Regions from separate parts of the Mus musculus genome. Here region 1 is linked to region 2. Evidence: chromatin contacts called from public HiChIP or PLAC-seq data. All regions are on one chromosome and are shown on one strand. The core of a region is the stretch at or near the end of the contact, and the rest is flanking DNA. Distances in the headings are between cores, read along the strand shown.

Region 1 (6,647 bases), core at 25-2,524, 78 kb after region 2:
AGCTGGCAGCGGGCACGCTGCTGGCAAAGCCAGCCTTCTCTTCCTGTTGTACCATTTTGTGCTCAGCACCTGTCACCTGTCCTCTAGAAAGAGGGAGCCTGGAGTGGCGTTTGTCCTGAGGGTAGTGATGGGAAGGCGAGTGATGCACACATCCTGAGGTGTGTGCATGTGTGCACTTGCAGGCATGAGTGCTTGCACCTGTGCACCTAGTTGTAGTCAACCACCTGAAGGCTTCAGAATCCTAGGACGTTTGGCTTAGGACTTGGCAGTTGGGGGGAAGTTAAGAAGGGGTCTTATGTAGCTAAAGCTGGCCTCTAGCCAAGGGTAACCTTCAACTCCTGATTCACCTCCACTTCTTGATTGCTGGGATTGCAGGCATGCACCACCATGCATAGTGTATACTGTACTGAGGGCAGAGCCCAGGCTTAGTGCATGTTTGGCAAACATGCTACCAACTGGTCCACATCATCAGCCCCCTCCCCCAAAACTGTTTTGATCTAGGTCTTGCTATGGGGATGGCTTGGAACTCAGCCATCCTCCTGTCTCAGCCCCCTGAGTATGGGGATCAAACAGATGTGTGCCGCCACACTGGGTGATCTTGATCCTTCCTTGCCTTGCGAGCCAAGAGGCAGTACAGCATGCGGTAAAGATACAGAACCTGAAGCCACAGTTGCTGCCTCAGTTTCCCCCTCGTAATGTCAAAATGGAGCTAACAACATCTACCTCTGGGGATTGGGAGTGAGACCGTGTTTTGGCGTGGCAGGGGCAGAGGGAATGGTTCTTGTCGTACCTGGGCACTCTGGTAGCAGTTCCCTGTCTTCTGTAAGGTGCTCTGAGCAGGCTGAGCCTGTGAACTTGGAAAGATCTGCCTCCCGACATTCCTTCCCCCACTTCCCCCAGGTCTGCCAGCCTGTGGCTATTTGTAGCAATGACTACATCTCTGGGCCCTTGTATGGAGGGGTTGCTATGCGTGTGTGATCAAAGAGAGGGACTGGGATACCACAGCACAGACTGGTGTACGAACTTGCGCCCTCCATCGCTGTCCTCGGATTCTAGTGCTGAACCCCAAGATTGGGCAACCTGCAGCCCCAGCCCTGCCAAGCCCCTCTACCACCCACTAGCTTCCTTGGCTACGCCCCTTTCCGGGCTCCTCCCTCCTGCCCCTTTGCAGGGCATAGTCTCTGTTCTGTAGCCCCGCCCCTGGTCACGCCTCCTCATATTGGCTCCTCCCTCGGCGGTTCTCTAGTCTGAGCTCCCAGGCCTCACTCCCTCCCATAAACCCTACCCTCTCCTGGCTCCTCTTTTCCTCCAGCGACTATATCCCTCCTCCTGGTGGTCCTTTCCCCAGCTCCCCTGTGCCCACTCTCTCTCCTCCTTCAACTCCTCCCTCTTCCAGGCTGTCCCTGTCCTCCAACCCACAACTACCCTGTTCCCACACACCACCCTGCCTAAATTTCCTCTCTCCCACCTCCTGGTGGTCCTTTCCCCAGCTCACTTGTCCCACCCCCTCCCGTCAGCGGCAACTCCCTCCTTCAGCCTAGACTCTCTTAACGGCTGATTCCCCCGCCCCAGTTCCTCTGTCCCCGCCCCCTTCCCCCGGCCTCCTCCCAAGCTGTATTCCCCTACCTCTCCAGTCTAGCCCCCTCTCCGGGGCTGCTCTCTCAACTCCCCCCTTTTCTCTGTCCCCGCCCCCTCCCCTGGGCTCCGCCCTCCTCCCGGCCCCTTCCCGGTTCCCCTCCTCGCATCCCCTCTCCTCCCTCCTCCCTGCTCTCCCTCAGTCCCCGGCTCCTCTCCCTCTTTCTCCCTTTTCTCCTCGGGCGGAGGCGCCCACCGCGGGGGCCCAGCGGGGACCGGCCCGGCCGCAAGGCAGGTAAGAGCCCGGCGTGGCCGTCCGGAGCCTCTGGGGTTGCGGGAATCCAGGCTGCGCCGCATCGTCAAGTGCGGGGGCTTTCTGAGCCCTGGCTCTGAGTCCTGGCTGCTCCGCTTTCAGCGTGCGCCATGTGTATGGTGTATGTCTGTCTGTCCGTCTCTGGGCACCTGGGTCTGTCTCTCCCCTCCCTCTTCTCCCTCTGCCTGCAGCCAACTCACACCCACACACCTCTGTCTCCGCCCCTGATGCACGGGGAACCTGGAGGAGGCAGATTCCCCGCAGTGTGGACTCCCCCGAGGGCCTGAAGTGCCCCCAACTCCTCCTCACCCCATTTTAGCCCAGGTCTCTCCATCCTCTCAACCTTGACTTTCTGAGACTGGTCCTGCCTACAGCCTAACCAGTGTAATAACATTTGACCAGTCCTTCCAAAGTCTAACTCCCATATCTCTCACTGTCCATTCATTCTTTGGACAACTCTGAGGCACTGTGCTACTCCTGGGCACTGTTCTAAGATCAGGCTAGACAGGTCCTTCTCACAGTCTCACTTCCTCCAGCCTCACACCTTCACAGCGAGGTTGGGTGGGAAAGCAGAAACCTTCTGGGGACTCTACAAAGGGGCTCAGCCTGACGTTTTCCTTCCCTCGGGAAGGGCTCCAGAGAAGGTAGGCGAGGTGCTAACCAACACCTGGGCCAGAGCTGGGGTGAGCTTTCTGCCTACAAGATACCCGCCCTGCGTGGAAGGCGCGTGGGGATTCCAGATGGCTTAAAAGATCACTGGGTTAGGAGCTCCACGCCTTAATGCCACATTTGTGTTCTGCCTCTGACTTGACCAAGTCCTTTCTCTCCCTACTGGTCTCAGTTTAGTCTGCAATCTGCAACTGTGTGTGTGGTGGGGCCCTGTGTGGTTGATGGAAAGAGTAGTGTGTGTGTGTGTGTGTGTGTGTGTGTGTGTGTGTGTGTGTGTGTATGTGTGTTCTGAATTCTGTATTCCCACTCTGCTTTGGATCGCCCCCACCCCCAGCAGTCAGTATACGCGCCAGGTCCTCACCCTCTATGGCTGCCTTGAGGAGTTCCACCTGACTTTCCAGAATCCCCCAGAGACAGGCCAGGCAGAACAGGACACTCACCACTATCCCAGCTGGCCAGCAGCCTATGAGGTTGGTGGAGAGACGGCCTTGAAGATGCAACACTGAGAGGGTGCTACCATCTGCCCTGCCGGCCCTCCCTGGACTCAACCTGATCCTTTCGACATTGAGTCTACACCCAGATTAGCTTTCAAGACTCAGAGGAGAAAGCCTGGAGCAGTAACTGTGGCCGCCCCAGCCACAGACAGACAATGCTCAGGCCTCTTGTCCAAGTGTTTCACAAATATTTATCTAGTGCTTTCTCTCCTGAGTCCCTCTTCCAAGACTAGGAGATGGGGGGGAGGAATCAGTGTGACAGCAAAAAGGGATCAAATAGACCCTGCCTCTGGGCGGGCAAACATTAGTCCACTGACCCTGGTGTTCCTGAAGGACTGAACCTGGACGAACAATTGGTTAGACTTGAACTAGGACTTCCCAGGCATCTCACCCTCCCCCAAAGAGGCAGTTAGATGATTCTTGACTTACAGGGTCTTCCCTGTCTCTCCCAAAACCCAAAAAGGGAGGAGGGAGAAGCAAAGGGAAGTCTGCTTGGGATCCTGGTGGGTTCATAATTACGCATGAGTGTTTGCTAATTAGGGGCTGCTAATTAGATATATCATTAAAGGCCTTGTCTAGGGGGCTAACTGTGTATCGGCTCTTTAAGAATCACCCCTCTCCCCGCCCCTGCCTACACACACACACACACACACACACACACTCCACTCCTTTTCGGGAAGTTCTGCCAACATACTGCCTCCCTCCCCCAGAGCGGGCTCCTGGTCTGTGGGTGTGAATTGAGGGTAGGCTGTGGGTTAGACTTCGAGAGGAACTTTCAGACTGACATAGAAGGTGGAAATTCCTGGAGACAAGGCTCGAGGCACCCCAAGGCATTTCTAATGGGCAGCAGGCTCAGGTGACAGCTCCTCGGGCTGCCTTTTCTCTATAATAGGCAACTGGGTTACCATAACAACCTGAGGGTGGAGCCAGGAGCTCAGACCTTGGGCACCTTCTGGGGGGAGTGGATGCTGGGTGATCTGTGCAAATTGTTTCACTTCTCTGAGCCTTGATCCTCTACTTTGTGAACTGAGTGAAAGAGTCCTCTCCAAAGGCCAGGGGTGTCATTGTGGAGAGCACAGTCAGAGCCCCAAGGAAGAGCGGGCTTCAGGCCCCAAGGGAGAAACAGCAGAGGCTAGAATGCCTGAAACAGAGCAGGGGGGCCAGAGGCCATGCAAGCAAGGGAGGGATCCACAGTCCTCTGAGACTGGAGTTGTGGAATATCCTGGAAGGAGAATGGACGGGCGCTCCTGTGTGCTTATTTTTTATTTGTTATTGTGTGGATGTGGATGGTCAGAGGACAACTGTGTAGAGTCAATTCTCTCTTCCTATCTCTTCTTTGGCCATGGCACACTTAAACCCTCCTCAAAATAAATAAAATGTAATAAAACATAAACACAGAAAGACAAAAATAGACGCTCATACCCAGAACCTACTACAGCCCCCTCAAGAGCCAAGCTGCAATGCCTGGAATTGCCCAGTGGACTCCTGGCCTCCAGCTGACACTGGTTTCACAGTGTTCTTTGTACCTGGCATCCTTCACTCAGCCATGCATCTCAGGATCAGGTTCCTCTATGTCATCACGGTTAGCCACAGTCCCCTCTCTGCTTAGGGGCAGTATACTACTCCATTACTGTTCCTGCATTTAATTGTTGAGAGGCCTCTGAGTTGTTTCAAGGTTGGCCCTGTTGTAGATAAAGCTGCCATGGACGTTCTCCTGGGGACCTTTTGATGAGATGGGTATATAAGCCTGTCCTAGGCAAAGCTGCAAAATCACGAGAGTGTGTGATGGTTGGCTGCAGGCTCTCCCAAGGTACTTTGACTCACGGATGTTTCCAGCATTTCACATTCTGTCCTGGGCATTCCTGTGTCTTTTCATCTGGGTATCCATGTGGTAATCTCTGTGTCTCTTTGTCTCCTGTGCTGGTTCCCAGCTCACCTGTGTCTTGTAGCCTAACAAACTGGGATACTGTTCTTTGACAGTGCTGATAATAAAATCCAGGGTTTTCTGCATGCTACACATGTGGTCTATCAATGAGCACCCACCACCTTCAGACCCACACTGCATAGTAGGAAAGTACTGTGCCTTTGAGCAACATCCCAGCCCCTCCCTGGGGGATTCTAAGCAGGGGCTCTACCACTGAGCCACACCCCCAGACCACACTGTGCCTTTTGAGTGACAGGGAGGCATGTGATCCACTCAATCTAATCTCCTGCTCCTCTCCCCAGGACCTCACCACCCCCAATGGCTCCCTTGGCTTTGATGGGGGTTGTTCTCCTTCTGGGGGTACCCCACTGCTTGGGGGAAGCCACTCCGACCCCTTCCCTACCGCCTCCCACAGCTAATGACAGCGATGCCAGCCCAGAAGGCTGCCAAGGTTCCTACCGCTGCCAACCAGGTGTGCTGCTGCCTGTGTGGGAACCCGAGGACCCATCGCTGGGCGACAAGGTTGCACGGGCCGTGGTGTACTTTGTGGCCATGGTCTACATGTTCCTGGGTGTGTCTATCATTGCCGATCGATTTATGGCATCCATTGAGGTCATCACATCCAAGGAGAAAGAGATCACCATCACCAAGGCAAATGGGGAGACCAGCGTGGGCACGGTGCGCATCTGGAACGAGACGGTGTCCAACCTTACACTCATGGCCCTGGGCTCCTCAGCGCCTGAGATTCTGTTGACTGTCATCGAGGTCTGTGGCCACAACTTCCAGGCCGGTGAGCTAGGCCCAGGCACCATCGTGGGCAGTGCCGCCTTCAACATGTTTGTGGTCATTGCTGTTTGTGTGTATGTCATCCCGGCTGGCGAGAGCCGTAAGATCAAGCACCTGAGGGTCTTCTTTGTCACAGCCTCCTGGAGCATCTTTGCCTATGTCTGGCTTTATCTCATTCTAGCAGTTTTCTCCCCAGGTGTAGTCCAGGTGAGTAAAGACCAACACCCCAGGGGAGCCTGGTGGCTTGGGATGTGTGTGTGTGTGTGTGTGTGTGTGTGTGTGTGTGTGTGCGCGCGTGCGCGTGCACGTGTGCCAGTCACACTGCGCCGGAGGGCTGAGCCAAAGACAGCAAGTCAAGACTGCAGGTACAGATAGAGCTCTGTGCCCACCCAGAAGGTAATTCCCAAGGCTGTGCGTGGGCTAACAGAGCCCAAGGTCCATGTAAGACATGCCTCAGCTTGCCACATAGTTACCTGAGAGGGCTCCTTTTGTATAACTTATTCCCAACTTTACAGTAAGACATCTCTATTTGCATAAGTCACACTTCACTTACATAGACCAGCCTCCTGTGTTCTGACAGCGCAAATCAATTTGAGTAACTTGGCACATTTACATAATATATCCATGGACTGGCATCTGTGGTACCCACATCTGCATAATTTATCTCTCTGTAGGGCCAGAGAGATGGGCAGTTTGCATGGCTCATTCATTATTCAGCTTCAGTTCAGATTCAGTGTAGTTTACACTCCCATCCAATTGGCAGGGACACCAGCAGAGGCCGGTGTCCACTTTGCATAATTTATTTCCACACCGAGACAAATTTGAAACTCACAGCTGCCTGGCTCACACCCCAATTGCCACAATCCTCCGTCTATCTCTCCCGCGT
Region 2 (7,299 bases), core at 4,766-7,265:
CAGTGAGCCTGCCTGGAAAACGGGAACACTCACTGTGCTCACTCCTCAGACTGTAGCCAGGATGGAAGGCATTTAGCAGTAACCAATCCAGGGTAGAGTGGTTATTTCCGGCTTCTGGGGGGTGGGGGAGTTACAGAGGAAGGCACGGTACTGAGGTAAACAACTGATAAGTCCCGTGGGGCCGCCTAGGAAAGGGGTGGTCTCTAAGCGTGGCTTCCCCTGTTTCCTCATCTTGGGGGTTGGGTCAGAGTGGACTTAGAGTGCAGGTGTGGGGAGGGGCTGTGTGCCAAAGATCTCTTGACTTTCAGCCCAGAGTCTTGGATGTTCACACATCTCCATATTTTTCTGACACTACGTTGGGGGTAGCGACAAAAGGGGCTAGAGGTTTAAGACTTGGGGGTGGGGTACCAAATGCAAGTGTAGAGGCTGGGGACCTCGAGGGCCCTGTCATCAAGACTTCCCCAGGAGAGCTGACCCGGCAGCCTCTGACCCCACCTCCAGGGACGTTCAGCTGCTCAGAACCACAAAGCAAAAACAAAGGGGCGCGGAGAGGAAGGAGCCACTATGCCTTCCAATCACCGCGGTCGCCCGAGCCCGCGCCCTCCCGCGGCTCGTCGCCCGGTCCTCCGGCTGGCGGAGGCCCAAGGCCTGGCTGGGTAGCTCCCTGGTCCCTTGTCTCCCCGCGGCTGCCGGTGACAGGAGCCGAGGAAGCAGTGTGGGGCAGCCAAGGCGATGGGAAAACCAGATGGTCCTAAACCTCCTCCTCCCTCCTCCTCCACCTACCCACCCAACCATCCATCCATCCATCCATCCATCCTATTCCATCCCTCTCCCTCCAAGCCCGCGGCCTGGCCGCCTTCCGCAGGGACCTGGCCGGGATCACTCCGGGGAAAGGACTGCCTTTGTCTAAAGGTCACCACCCGGAGCGCGGTGCCCGGGCTGGGCCTGGTGCCTCCCATTCCTAGGCCCACGGAGTTGGAGTTCAGGGGCCGCCCCAAATCCCAGAAGGTGACAGGCGTGAAGGCTCCCTTTTTTCCCTCCCTTTGATCCCTAGGAACAGGCCTCCTGCAGGACTAGCCAGCTGAAGGGGCGGGGGTCCCCTACGCTCTCTGCCGGGGATAGGAGAATCAAGTCAACTCCTCTCATTGTTTAGGGACGATGGAGAGGGGAGACCCAGTGGCCTGCATCCCAGTTCATCTCTTCCTACAAGCCTGCAGAGGACCCCCGATTCTCCCTGGCACCCCCCAAGAGGAACTTGGGGAGGGGGCGCACGGGACGCGCGACAGGAGGGGAGATGGATCGAGCTGCCTTTCTGTGGCCCTTGGCTCTCCCCAGAAAAGGCGGGGAGCACGAGGAAGGGAGGGGGGTCCCCAAGGCGGGCGGGGGGTCCCCGCCCCTCCCCCCCGTGGGACGTTCACGCTCGCCCCTCTCCTCCGTTGCATTGTATCCCGGGAAGGACCAGGGAGGGAACCGGGGCGCAAGGTTTGAGATCGGGGAGCAATGAAGGGGGAGCTCTCTGCAAGATCGGGGTGGCGGCGGTGGCGCGAGAGACCTGGGATGGGGGTGTGCGGATAGTGGTGGGCGCTGATCACAAAAAAAAAAAAAAAAAAAAAAAATCCAGCCTGAGCAGCGGCAGCAGGCGCTGCGCCCCGGTTGGGGGGCTGAGTGTGGAGTGTCGGGGGGGAGTGGGTTCGGCCCCAGCTCTGGCTCTCCCCCCCCAACACACACACCCTCGCCGCCGAGCCCCACTCCCCCCCTCGCTTTTGCGCCCTGTCACAGCCCCGACTCGCAGGTAGAGAGAGTTAAGAGATTTAAAGAGAAATTGCTACATTGTGAGAAACTCACCCTGATGTTTGAGCAGCCGTCGGCGCGGGGTCTCCGGGACGGCCCCGCACGGGCTGCACAGGGAGGACCCAGAAGGGGCCGGCCGGCCGGGCCGGTCAGCGCACTGCCTGATCGCATGGCGGGCCCCGGCTCCGCTGCGCCCGGGCCCGCCGCCGCCCTTGCAACGAAGCGGCCCCGCGCGGCCCGGCCCCGCGCCCCGCTCCGGGGAGCGCCCCTCGGGTATGCAAAAAAAAAAAAAAAAAAAAAAAAAATTTTTTTTAATTAAATGCAAAAAAAAAAAAAAAAAAAAAACCTTGCTGGTTTTGTGTCCCGCCCCCTCCTCTTCCTCCTCCTCTTCCTCCCCTCCGCCCAGCTACGAGGAGGAGCCACAGAAGGCTCCGCCTGTAGTGTGGCAGCTAATCAATCGTAGCAAAGAGCGCTAGAGCGGCAGATCTGATAGCCAATAAAAAGATGCACACTCTGTGGGCGGGAGCACGGAATGTCGGCACCGCCCCCTGCTCCTGGCACGGCCGGGCTGCTTGGGTGTCTGCTGGGCTGTGGTCGGCAACCTGGAGCTGGTGTTCGAGTTGGTGGTGGTGGAAGAGGAGCCAGAGGGTTGATACGTGTCCGTATCCCTGCGCCAGGCCCGCCTAGGAATGGGCCGTTGTGCTCCCTGGTCCAGGATGGTGGCTTCTGAGGGAGGATGCTCCACAAGGCACTTCAGAAGACTTGCAAAGATAGTGTGGTCGAGGCTTCTTGAGGAGGTGGGACAGTGTTTCCCCGCGTTGGACCCAGAGGGTGCCAGGCGATGGGGAGATTGGGGGTGACCTGGACTCCAGACGTGGCGTATAAAGTCTCTCCGAGCCTGGGGATTTTGAGCCGCTGTAGCGCAAGGACTATGGTTAGCCCTGCTAGATAGCCTGCTTCTTCACGCCTGGCCGGCAGCGCAGATCCGAAGCTCAAAAATCCTTTGAGCGACGCTTGGATTCACAGGTCTATTCCCAGAGCACTTGGTGAGCGGGCATTTTTAGCCCTGCTCAGCACGTCCCAGACCGCACCGGCCTGCCCTTCTGCACAGAACTGGTCTGATTTCTTAACGTTCCGGTCTCACATGCCCTTGTTTCTCCCGAGCTATAGAAAACCTGGTGCACAACAGTAGGTATCGAATAAATGCGTCGTATAAACGACTGGCTGATCTGTTTTGTAAGTCTTATCGTTGATTCCATGGCGGCACTAGGGTTTGGCGGGGAACTAGGTCTTGCTATGAAGCACAGGCTGGCCTGGAACTCGCGCTCTACCTGCCTTCACCTCCCAGGCGTTAGGATTATACTTGTGTGTCACTATGACGAGCTTAATTTCTTTTTATTGCTATCGTGAGGTCTAAGGATATATATAGTTAAGTAATGAGGGTGTTTTTGTAGTATGTGGAGGTCCGGGTGCAACAATGAAAAATTGTAAGAGGCTGGAGGCTATGGGCCATGAACAAACGAGCAGGATCCTGCTAAACATCAGCCTTTGCTACTTACTTGCTGTGTGAGGTGATGTAAATTATTTCATCTGTCTGTGCCTCTATTTCCTGTTTTCTAAAACGCTGACTGCAAGTTTGTTGCTCAGTGGATAAGGGCGCTTGCCACCAGTCCTGGCAATGAGTTCAAACCCCAGGAGCCACATTGGTAGAAAGAGAGATCTAACGGCAACCAACAAGTTGTCCTCTGAGCGCTATGCTTATAATGAATGTTTTTGGTGTCTTTTTAAAATGTGATGGGCCGGTTTTATAGAGCGACCATAAAGAAAAGAAAGTGCCTGCTGCTCCCTTTATATGGTGACGTGGTAGACTCCATTGCAGAAGTGAAGCCTTGAGTGTTCAACTTTCACGCTTGGGAAACCAGCACTGTGCACACTGCTTTTATTTTTGTGTAGTTGGCCCAATGAGTTGACCTGAGGATGTTTCCGATCAGAACTGCCCCAAGGGGGCTGGACGTGCAGAATCACTACATTTGGGAGATGTGGGCTGGACAATCAATAGTTCAAGGTCATCCTCGACTACCTGAGGACTACAGGAGAGTTTGTCTCAAAAAGTCTCAGGACTTGCCCAAAGGAGAAAGGGTTAGCCTCCATTTTCACCAAAAGGGAAGTGTTTTGTCCAAGATCATCCAGGAAGTGGGACCCAACCCTCTGCTGAAAATGTCCTCTGTGCAAAATGACCTGACCTGGGTGGCATTTGGTTGTCTGTACCAGAGCTACCAGCACTGGAAAACTCAGAACTTAAAGCAGGACAAAGAGCTAGATGACTTGAGGTCAAGGGGTTGACTTTACATGAGCTTATACATTCACATGGGAAACGTGTTCTAACTAGCTGCATCAGGAATTCAGTGAGAGGCATGCATTCCCTTGTTCTTCCTGCCTCGCATCCACCTTAGTTTATTAGGTGAGGCAAGGAGCAAGCAAGTTACAGCCTCAGTTTCTCTACATGTAGATCATGCTCTACAAGCACCAGATTTCATTTAATTTAGTGTTTGGAGAAAGAGGTCTTGCTACATAGCCCAGGCTGACTTTGAGCTGGCTATTTCCTTGCCCCAGCTCCTCCAAGTGCTGTGCTACCATGTCTGTCTAGGTTCTGGGTCTTTCTGCACTGTGGTATATCTTCTACCCCTATGATGGTACTCAGCACTTAGTATACAAGAAAGGTTAGCTGAGGGTTCAAAGTCATCTTCTGATGTCCAGCAAGTTCAAAGCCTGGGCTACACAAGACCTTGCCTCAAAAACAAAGGTTTGCTGGAAAGATACTATCTATGACGAATACCCCAGACCTCTTAGCTTAGGCGAGGGCTGTAAACACACGCTACTTGGAAGTCCTTGGCTGGGTGTGGAGGAGCCAAGACAAGCCAGCCCCCAAGCTGAGCAAGAGCTGGCACAGACCTGGGAGATCAAATGGCTATTTTCCCTGAGCATCCCTGAAAGCCCATCCAGGCTTCCAAGCTAGTGACAAGAGCCCAAGGTATTCAAAAAGCACTGTGGGGCTGGTGACACAGTTCAGTTGCTAGAGTTTATCCTAGGTCCACATACACTAGGCATAGTGGGCTGCACACCTATACCCCAACACTCTGAATGTATTCAGGAGCATCAAAAGTTTAGGATCAGCGCTTGGAGACATAGCTCTGCGGTTAAGACTTTGAATTACTCTTACAAGAAGACCCAGGGACTGTTCCCGGCATCCATGTCAGCTTACAACAGCCTTTAATTCCAATCCCAGAAGAGTGCATGGATACCCTCTTTTAGCCTCCTTAGGCACTGGAATTCAACGTGTATATATTCAAACAAGAATACCATAGTTCGAAATAAAAATCAATTTCCAAAAACAACAATAGTCAATCACATATCAAATCTAAGGCTCACTTGGGCTACACATGACCCAGCACATCTTTAGTTCTAGCACTTGGGAGGCAGATGAAGGTGGGTCTTTTTGAGTTCAAGGCCTGCCTGCATAATGAGACCCTTACTTGATGAAGAAATAATATTTTTTAAAGAGCTCAGATGGTGCCGGGCAGTGGTGGCGCACGCCTTTAATCCCAGCACTCGGTAGGCAGAGGCAGGCGGATTTGTGAGTTTGAGGCCAGCCTGGTCTACAAAGTGAGTTCCAGGACAGCCAGGGCCACACAGAGAAACCCTGTCTCGAAAAACCAAAAAATAAAAAATAAAAAAAGAGCTCAGATGGCTGCTGCTTCTTTCTTTCTTTCTTTCTTTCTTTCTTTCTTTCTTTCTTTCAAACCTCTTTTGCAGGTTAAACCCAGGGTCTCACACAGCAAGTCACCATCCCTAGCCTTCTTTTTCACTTCTTATATTGACAGGGTCTAAGTTGCTAAAGTTCAGGGCTTGAACTTGCTATCCTCCTGCCTCAGCTTCCTTAGCTGCAGTGATGACAGACCTGCACCACCAGGCTAGGCTGACAGTTTTAATTATGATAGTATAGTGGAAAAGAAAAGGTAGAAGCCCCGTGTTCTTGCTGTGGACAAGGCCAGATATTGGAGAACTGCCTTGCCCGAAGGGCCTGACATCATCTTGTCCTCTGAACCCTCCTCCAGCCTTTTTCCGCACATTTCTGCATATGCCTTAGCTCTTATCAGAGCCCTGAGCCTTTCAGAAACTCAGCTCACTACAGCCCAGCTCCTACCCTGGAGAACCTCGTCAGCGCCATCTGTCTACAGACGGTGTCAATAGCATCCGCTTAATAGCCTAGGTGGGCTTCAGTCTTGCTCTGTAGCCTAGGGCGGACCTGGAACTCTCCTGACCCCCCAGCCTCCACCTTCCGGGATTACAGCTTTAACCACCACGCCTGGATGGTGCTGTGAAAACCAGGGCTTCTTAGATAGTAGATTAAGTACCAACTGCACCACATCTCCAGTTCTATTTTTCAGTGTGTGTATGTTTCTCTCCTTCCAACACGTGGTTTCTGGAGATAAATTTCAGATCAAGTTTTGGTGGCAAGCGCCATTATTCACTGAGCCACCTCGTCAGCCCCTCTTCCACCTCCCCACCTCCGGATTTTAAATAAATGGCTTCCTCCACTGAAAGTAGAAACACTTCCCCGCGGCTCCTGTCAGGCAATGGAAGCTTCAAACTTTGCGCCCCAATTGTTTCATTATCCGAGAAACTGATGGCACACGATTGGTGCATTTTTTCTTTTGCATATAACACTTCAACAACCAAAGCCTGACTCCCGTCCTGAAACACTCCTGCCTTTCCAGGTTGCTTTAAATAAGGGTGAGAAGAGAAAGTTTTTACGAGACTTCCAAGGGCCCGGGTCTTGGTGGCCAGGAGGAGGAAGAGAAGGGGATTCCTTCGTAGTCTCTGTCCTCTAGCTATACCCTTCCACTGTGGCCATAAGGTACCCCTTCTGAGGACAGCCAAGACCGGAGCGCTGTAATCCGGCAGCAAAATCAGGCAGCGATTAGCCCAGCCCGGCCTGGGGTCCTCAGCACCGCAAGTGCGAGGGGCGGAGTCTGGCCTTTGATTGGCCGCATGTGGGGGCGTGGCCACAGCTCCGCCCCACCTCTACCCCCCACACACAAGATAAAATAGGCTTCGCGCCCTGGTGCTCGAAATTATTCGTGTAGTGGGTGTGGCTTATGTTTGTTTACACGCTTCTATTGGCTGCATTTGAATCGGCCCGAGCGGGTGGGCTTCGGAGGCGTGGCCTCGGAGGGCGGGGCCGGCGGCTGACAGCTCTTAGAGTACCGAAACGCTAATGAGGGGATTTTGGATCTGAAGAATCCTTTTGGGGTTTCTGTCAGCTTCCTTAATAAAGGCCAGTCAAGAAACTGAGGCGCACGTTTTTGTAAACATTCCTAAAACAAAATAAAACAAAAACCATGACTATGTTTTAAAAAGCAGATGCAACCTAGCTGGCCAACAATGAAAAACTCTGAAATCAGCTATGATCCTGGCCCACAGTGGGACAGGAAGTCACTGCAATAA

The links. HiChIP or PLAC-seq counts read pairs in DNA pulled down with a chosen protein or histone mark.
Region 1: a contact with region 2 is called in an H3K4me3 HiChIP or PLAC-seq map of embryonic stem cells, with 30 read pairs. The contact joins the promoter of Slc8a2 here to the enhancer-like site in region 2. A contact is called at or near these places in 4 of 39 promoter capture datasets (the C10 cell line, erythroid cells, macrophages and 1 more), 1 of 15 datasets of contacts at CTCF or cohesin (CD8 T cells), 12 of 484 Hi-C or Micro-C datasets (B cells, CD4 T cells, CD8 T cells and 9 more), 15 of 115 datasets of contacts at active chromatin or transcription factors (the 230-238 cell line, CD8 T cells, the SCID.adh cell line and 5 more) and 4 of 9 other capture datasets (adipose tissue, liver, macrophages and 1 more).

What each region holds. Positions count from the first base shown.
Region 1 is chr7:16,128,552-16,135,198 of GRCm38.p6, forward strand. It overlaps Slc8a2 (solute carrier family 8 (sodium/calcium exchanger), member 2), which reads left to right and starts at 1,275. Exons shown (of 10, transcript NM_148946.3): 1 at 1,275-1,870; 2 at 5,278-5,968. The coding sequence starts at 5,294.
Region 2 is chr7:16,046,051-16,053,349 of GRCm38.p6, forward strand. It overlaps Gm32059 (a long non-coding RNA gene), which reads left to right and starts at 147. Exons shown (of 2, transcript XR_391166.4): 1 at 147-1,008; 2 at 1,154-1,616. It also overlaps a transcript of Bicra not described here. Within about 2 kb of position 6,016, at least 341 of the 459 cell types and tissues checked have an H3K27ac peak or open chromatin away from gene starts, as enhancers often do. A contact at or near this core is called in B cells, CD8 T cells, the SCID.adh cell line and 17 more, where this site is marked.